2 separate regions of the Gossypium hirsutum genome follow, and region 2 is linked to region 1. The links are chromatin contacts, called in public Hi-C maps. All regions are on one chromosome and are shown on one strand. Each heading gives the region's core, a stretch centred on a gene start, on an enhancer-like site or on the middle of the called end of the contact. The rest is flanking DNA. Distances are from core to core; before and after follow the strand shown.

The links. A called contact is a pair of places that touch in the nucleus more often than the background predicts.
Region 2: a contact with region 1 is called in a Hi-C map of leaf, with 2.2 times the contacts expected there. The contact joins the promoter of LOC107910246 here to the enhancer-like site in region 1. A contact is called at or near these places in 13 of 34 Hi-C or Micro-C datasets (anther, callus, hypocotyl and 3 more).

Annotation. Positions count from the first base shown.
Region 1 is chrD02:14,928,467-14,932,578 of Gossypium_hirsutum_v2.1, reverse strand. LOC107910243 (GEM-like protein 1) reads right to left here. Exons shown (of 4, transcript XM_016838030.2): 3 at 3,644-3,915; 4 at 2,308-2,670. The coding sequence ends at 2,488. Among protein-coding and RNA genes, the nearest start is that of LOC107910243, 2.9 kb to the right of the region's middle. Within about 2 kb of position 1,573, at least 3 of the 9 cell types and tissues checked have an H3K27ac peak or open chromatin away from gene starts, as enhancers often do.
Region 2 is chrD02:15,034,936-15,038,904 of Gossypium_hirsutum_v2.1, reverse strand. LOC107910246 (14-3-3-like protein B) reads left to right here and starts at 1,904. Exons shown (of 4, transcript XM_016838035.2): 1 at 1,904-2,672; 2 at 2,848-2,970; 3 at 3,722-3,838. The coding sequence starts at 2,175.

The DNA.
Region 1 (4,112 bases), core at 324-2,823:
CCCAAAGCTTCTGTTCAATAGAAAAATCAATTAGATGACCTAAGCGTTCCATTCCTAGAACGAAAATGTATGAAGATAAGGGGTCTCCCTGTTGCACACCTCTGGTTGGTATAAACGTCTTGGAAAGAGAACCATTCTATAAAAGTTGCATAGATACCAAAGATACACAACGCATAATTGTATTCACAAGAGAATCCGGTAGCCCAACATCAGAAAGTGCGTCTTACAAAAAATCCCACTGAATCTGATCGTAAGCTTTTTCTAAATCAACTTTTATTTTCATCCAACCCTTTTTGCTCTTAGTGTTCTTCATTGTATCAAATGCCTCTTGAGCGATTATGATGTTGTCTGAGATACTCTGTGATGCTATGAAACTGGATTGGTTCTGTTTCACCAATACTTGCATCAACCGTTAAAGATGAATCGCAACTGTTTTGGTAATGATCTTGTACAAAACGGTGCATAAACTAATAGGTCGAAACTGATCAATGGTGTTTGCAACAATGCTCTTAGGAATTAGAACCAATAATGTTCTATTAATTTTTGGATCCAAATTCCCCCCATAAACACCTTATGAACCATCTTGTAGACACTTTTACCCACAATGTCCAAGTTTGCTTGATAAAATTTTGCATGAAAATCGTTGACTCCCGATGCTTTTAAAGGTGCCATGCTAAATAAGGCATGATGAACCTCCTCCATACTGATCTCAGCATTCAAAGAACCAATTAGATCATCCCCAAATTTCGAAAAAAGCCCCTTGGAAAGGAAATCCTTAATTGAATAGTTATCCACAATATAAAGATTAGAAAAATGTTCCATAGCATGTTGTTTTAAGAGATCATCATCATAACACCATTCAGACCCCTCAATCTTCAATGCTTCAATTTTGTTCTGCTTCTACCTTATTAAAGTACGACTATGAAGAAAAATTTGTATTTCAGTCACCATTAGCAAGCCACTCACACCTCGATTTCTGAAACCATAATAATTTTTCTTGGCTTAGTATGTTCTCAATTTCCATCCAAATATCTGCTTCCCTCAACTTGATGTGCATAAAATTACACTACTCCAATGCTCGTTGAACAGAGTCTAACTCCCTAATTGCTTTCTTTTTTTTTCGGTCAAAATTTTTTCTAAAAACAGTCTTGTTCCAGTCCTACACCAAAGCGTGAACTTTTCAAGATTCTCTACTATATCACCGTCGGCTTTCAAAGACTTTGCAACAACATCTCGAAACTCCGAATGTGCTAACCACCTAGCTAGGAACCAAAAACGTCTCTCCGCTTTTCTTCTCCTTACCAAATTAACCAACACCGGTAGTGGTCTATGATCAAATTTTAGTTTAGGCAAATGATGAATAGAGGTGTTTGGTGCAATCGTTTGCCATTGGTCATTACAAAGCGATTGATCTAACCTTTGAAAAAGATCTCCCCTATTCCAAGTGTACATAGAACCCTGAAAACCTAAATAAATCAATCCAAACTGAAACACGAAGGAATTAAAACGACTACATCCCGCTTTACAGGACTTAAACTCGTATCGTCTTTGCTCGTAACTCAAAATGGCATTGAAATCACCCACGATTAACCACGGATACTCAACATCCATAGCAATTGCTTCCAGATTCTCCCATAAAAGTTCCCCCCACTGTTTATTGTGAGGCATCAAATTGAAGGTAAGATATTGGTTAAATTTAAATGTAATGGTTGAACCACTCTCAAAGCTTTTTTTATAAATTTATTCATTTTTTGGTCCACACGCAAATCTATCAAAAGTTGATCTGACAATGACATGCACATTTCAAGACATGTTGAAACTAATACTGGACTCCTATCAACTTAAGCTTTAAGCCATCCCATTTAACCAATACATTTATTAGGAATGAGTTAATACGAAAATAGGACCCACTTCTTTTTTTTCTTTTTTGGTACATATAGGACCAAGTTTGTAAGTCCAAGAAAAGGGGGACTATAAACTAATAACTACTCGGGTCTCCTAGGATTCTTAAAGAAGGTTGAGGGCAGGTGGAGGAGATAAAAAGGGTAAAAGAAGGAAATTGTGGGGACTGACTGTATTTGCATAATTATTAGGGAGAGGAAAATTAACCTTTCACTGAAGGGCTTTGTCAAGAATTGCAATTGAACTGGAATAAGGTAAATTTATTTCTTGGTCAATCCAATCTAGTTCGACCTTAATTATTATTTATTAATTAAATTTTGTATATAATATTTTTATAAATATATAAATACTAATAAAGAATCATTGGTATTGTAAAAGGTAATGTATATATTAAAAAAAATAGTATAAATGAACACACATCTAGTATTAAACCATTCAACAAGCCGATACCTTACAGACATCAGTAAAACATATCCACCAACAACTGACGAGTTTAAGAAACAAAGGAATATCGGAATATAAATGCAAATGTAAAGCTAGACTATGCTATTTCAACTCTGACAAATCTGGCTCAATATATTAACATCATGAGCTCCGGGCTGGCTGCAATGGTCGTTGAAGATTTTTAACAGCACTGTCATAGTGTACAAAGCCCATGAACCAAAATTCATGGTTGTCAACTGATATTATCTGGATGTATTTCTCAGCTGGGTTTGCCTTGCTTGTTGATGGATTCACTGCCCTTAGTTGATGTAATGGAATAGCCACCTAAAATCACATTAATAACCATTACAAGTTTAATAAAGGATCAATAAAATTTGCCAACAGCTGAGTCACCTGTTGGTAAGATGCCAGTCTCATAGTTCTAGCGATCAGGGATCAAAATTTGACAAACAAGGACAAGCAGAGATGTATCTTTGACAAATCACATACACGTATATCCTGATAAACCAAACAAGAGGAGGACATTCAAATATTTCCATATTTTTGGATAATTCCTTGAAGAATCATGTCCGGTTATGTGTTGGATAAAGGTATCAAACAAGGGTACTGCTACAGAAAAAGGGTTTGAAGCAATTTAGGTAGAAACTCTATATCTGGATTTTGTCACTGAAGGATATTGGAAAGGGAGAAACAAAACACAAGTTACGGAATATCTAACATTCCTACTAAGATGGGGTACATAAACTACCTCAGAAAAATCACTTATTTTACAACTCATTTCAATAGCCTTATATATTCCGTTACCAACTTCTCCTTATTAATAAGTTTAAGCAAACACAGCTTTAACTACAAAAGCACTAACTAAAAAACTAGCACTACGGTAACCAAGCAGGAAAAAGAACAAATCAAAGATGATGAAGACCTTATGAAACAAGGGACTACAAAACTTTAGCAAATAACTCGAACAGGTCATAAGTCATAACTGCAGATGCTTTTTTAAAAGCAAAGCTTTAATCTAACAAAGCATCCGGGATGAGCAACTTTTAGTGGAACCACATAGATGATAGAAATAGAATCATCAAGCACTGATCCCACGATATGGTAATTTCAAAACAAGTAATCAAGAAAGGGAAAATAAATTCATAATTCATGTCCTTTTAGTGATATATGGAACTGCCTGGGAATGTAAAATCTAAAAAAAAACTCAGCACCAACATCAGTCTACACTCAACCCTAACCAATTAGACACAGATGCAATGACTTGACCAACTGAAACGCATAATATAAGCTCTTATACCTTATAGTAGCTCCATTGAGTCTGAGCACCAACTTGGTAAGACAGAGGATTGTCGCTACAAAAAGCAAGCTTTTGACTTGACAAATATAAAACTCCCATAACAGGACCAGCCGAGGTGGACAAGTAACATGCATAAGTCTTCAGAAGCTGTTCCTCAGGAGCAGTCTCAAATGTTGTTCGAAAAATCTTGTCATAACCACCTTCTGCAAGAACTTTGGTACCCTGAGCAATTCTTCCTACAGCAGCATCAGCAAAACTTGGCCCAGTTTTCACTGTTGCAACAAAAAAAAAACCCCATAAACTTACTAATCATGAATACTTCATATAATATAATCCAATCAATTGATATCGTGTATTGAGAATACCCTAATGCTATACATTTGAAATTTATAAACTATTAAATAGATATTCAACAAATCCATAATTTTGAAAACTAATCTGATATTTACATATATTTATCCATGATTTA
Region 2 (3,969 bases), core at 655-3,154, 110 kb before region 1:
ATTCAGCGAATCGTGGAAAATATTTTCAAGATACGACATCAATTTTAAAATTATATGTTCAAATAGTATAATTACATTGTTAAACTAATGGTTATTTATTAATAATTATTTTATATTTAATGTAAGTGAATTTTAAAAAATTAGTTACATAAAATGATTTGAACGAGAAGATGTGCTACAGACATGTTAATTTGTAATCTTTAATTTTAGGGTAAATTCTCTTGTTGATCACTCAATTTTTAGGGCACTTTCATTTTGGTCATTTAAAATGAAATCCTTGCAATTTGGTCACTCAACTTTTAGAGCATTTTCATTTTAGTCACCCAAACATTAAACCTCTAATGGTGGTTAATTGTAGACACCACATCATGTTTGCATTTTCATTTTGGTCACTCAACTTTTAAGTTGCTTTCAATTTGGTCACCCAATAAATATCTTTTTTAAATATTGATTTGGGTAAAAATATTAAGGATTAAAGTGAAAAACGGTAGAAACTAAAATAATATACAAAATTGATCAAATTGTCCCGGTTTATCTCATTGCTGAAAATTCCAAATTTTTGTTTTGAAACATAAATTTTTAAATATTAAGATTCAAAATTATAGTAACAAATCAATTTACATTATTAATAAATAAAGAATTTTCAACAAGTTATTTAATTTATTTTGATGTTTTAAAATTATTTTACAAAATTATCAATGAAAATTATTGTCTTTAATAGTTGTTTACGAAACCCAAATTTATTTTGACTATATAATCTTGAATTTTCTATGTTAAAATAGAAGTAAAGAAAAATTCTTACAATTAATTTAATTAATTAATTTTATCTACCATGCCAAACAATACTCATAATTTTTTCATCGCTTATTTACCCAAACAAAGAATAAAAAATTAATTTAATTAATTTGAAGGATATTTTTCTTTACTTTTAGGTTAACATGGAAGATTCCAAATTATACAATCAAAATAAATTTAATAGACAATTATTATATATGAGTTATTTGTTGATTTCGCTAATTTTAAAATTTAAAAAGAGATTAAATTAATTAATTATAATATTATAGTACAAATCAGTTGACATTATCAATGGATAAAATTGTTTCAATAGTTTATTCAATTTATTTTGATGTTTTGAAATTTAAATTTTCGATATTAAAAAAATAGAATTTTCGGTAATGGAATAAACAATTAAAAATTGACAAATTTTGTGTATTATTTTAGTTTCTACCTCTTTCACTTTAATCCTTGATTTTTTACCCCAATTAATATTTTCAAAAAATATTTCTTGACTGACCAAAATGAAAGTGTAAACATGATGTAGTGTGATAGTTAACAGTCATTAGAGATTTAATGTTTGGATAATTAAAATGAAAGTACCCTAAAAGTTGAGTGATCAAAGTGTAAGAATTTTATTTTAGGTGACCAAAATAAAAATATCCTAAAAATTGAGTGACCAATTAAATAATTTAGCCTTGTTTTTATAAAAATTCTTAACTTAATACATTGATGTGGTCTGCATTAAGATGCAGTTCCAACTTCATCCAACCCATTGGAAGCGTTCTACTTTTAAGCCGTATCCATATTTTAGCATAATTCATTCATAGATAGTAATTTTTGAATAATAAATATTTTTAAAACTTTTATTTTGGTTGGCTGGCCTGCTGCAACACAGGGAAAGCCGCCAAAAGGAATACAATTTAAAAAAACAAAGGCCAGCTGGAGAGAACTATAAACGACGATGCCTTTGATAGAGTTTGATTTGATACTCGCGTTGAAACCGTTATCTGTCATGCTCAAAACGACACCGTTTCGAGCTGGATTGGGTCCCACTTATTACATGCAAATCTTATCTCCAAAACCGCCCAATTCCATTTTAAATCCTGAATCAATATATTAAGTTTTCAAATCCAGATTCCCCAACAAAACCTACTTTTCTTGGCTCAAAAATTCAAAAATAAGTTTATCTTAATTAAATAAAATTAAGAAGAAAAAAAACAACAACAACCAATTCTATTCTCATTTTTAATTACCACTATACCCTCCTCAATCTTGCATTAAAAAAAAAAACACCTCTAAATCTTCAGGCCTTCAGCGTCACACCCGAAAGCGCAAAAAAAAAAAAAAAAAGAAAAGAGGAAAAACGTTCTCTCCCACGAAACCCACCATTACTGCAAATGGCGACGACGGCCCCCGACAACCTGAGCCGCGATCAGTACGTTTACTTAGCGAAGCTATCCGAGCAAGCTGAGCGCTATGAGGAGATGGTTCAGTTCATGCAAAAACTGGTCCTCGGCTCAACCCCAGCCGCTGAATTAACTGTCGAGGAAAGGAACCTTCTCTCCGTCGCCTACAAAAACGTCATCGGATCTCTACGTGCCGCGTGGAGAATCGTTTCTTCCATCGAGCAGAAAGAAGAAGGTCGAAAGAACGAGGAACATGTTGTGCTGGTTAAGGAGTACAAATCCAAGATTGAATCCGAATTGTCGGAAGTTTGCGCTAGTATCTTGACTTTATTGGAGTCGAATCTGATCCCCTCTGCTACTGCTAGTGAGTCCAAGGTTTTCTATTTGAAGATGAAAGGAGATTATCATCGCTATTTAGCGGAGTTTAAGGTTGGTGATGAGAGGAAAGCCGCTGCCGAAGATACTATGTTGTCTTACAAGGCTGCTCAGGTAACATTTTAACTCCAGCTCAAGCTTTGGCTGAATAGTTGAATTTTACAGTACAATTTTGGATGTTGACTTGGGGGAATATGACTTTACGGTTGGGGCTTCGATTTTGAAACCTCTTTCATATTTTCTTCTTCCAAAGTTGATTCTTTAGATTTTTGTGTTGAACTGAATGAAGGATATTGCACTGGCGGATCTAGCACCGACGCACCCGATCAGATTGGGGCTAGCACTGAATTTCTCGGTGTTCTACTATGAGATTCTCAATCAGTCAGACAAGGCATGTAGCATGGCTAAACAGGTGCGTTTTCCTCTGTTATTTTTGTTACCACATTATCATGTTTTATGCTATAAATCCACCATTTAGTTTAATCTGGAGCCTATTAGATTAAAGTATGAACCAGCATTAGTTAAATAATTTTTTGTTCAGATAATTGCGAAAAGATAGCTCCATTTGTATTTGTTTGATTCTCATCATTCTATTACTTTAAACTCACTTCTCATTTTGAAATTTGTGAACTTGGGAAGAAACTAGTGTTAAATCAGGGTGTTAGCTATAGTGAATAATGTTTTTTGATGCAGATCTGCTAAACCAAATCCTTATGAGCAATTAAGTCATATATATTTGGAGGGTGATATTCCATATCCGTGTCCTAGTAAGTCAGATACGGGTGTTTTAAGAAAAATGAAGAGTTGAACAACATAGTAAGATGGTAGGTCAGTGAACAAACTTGAAATACTTAAGAGTTGTAGTTAGGTAGGGAACAAATTAGTACAAGATTTACCAAATTTCAATAGATTTGTGTTGGTAGACGAAGAATTGTTTGTATTTCTTCTCGCTATTATCTTGCTTATGTTTATGGGGAGACTGGAGAGAATAAATGGAATGAGGCTAACCTCTGAAATCATTGGAAAATAACGTTCGTAATTTGTTTCAAAACATTCTTTGTGATATTCTTGGATGTCGGTGCATAGTTGCTTGTTATGGTAAGAATAAATCATAAATTAATTTCGGAAATTCATTAAATATGGCTTGTTTTTCTTTAAAAAAGGCATTTGAGGAAGCCATTGCTGAGCTTGACACACTGGGAGAAGAGTCATACAAGGATAGCACTCTCATTATGCAACTACTAAGGGATAATCTTACTCTCTGGACTTCGGATGTGCAGGTCATTGCCCTCCCTTCCTCTACCCTTCCCCTTCCCCTCTGAAGCAGGAGCTTGTTTTATCTATCATTTTTATTAATGCTGATTACATTATTATGTTATTTTTTTGTTGGTCCTTTTATTATAATTGGCCC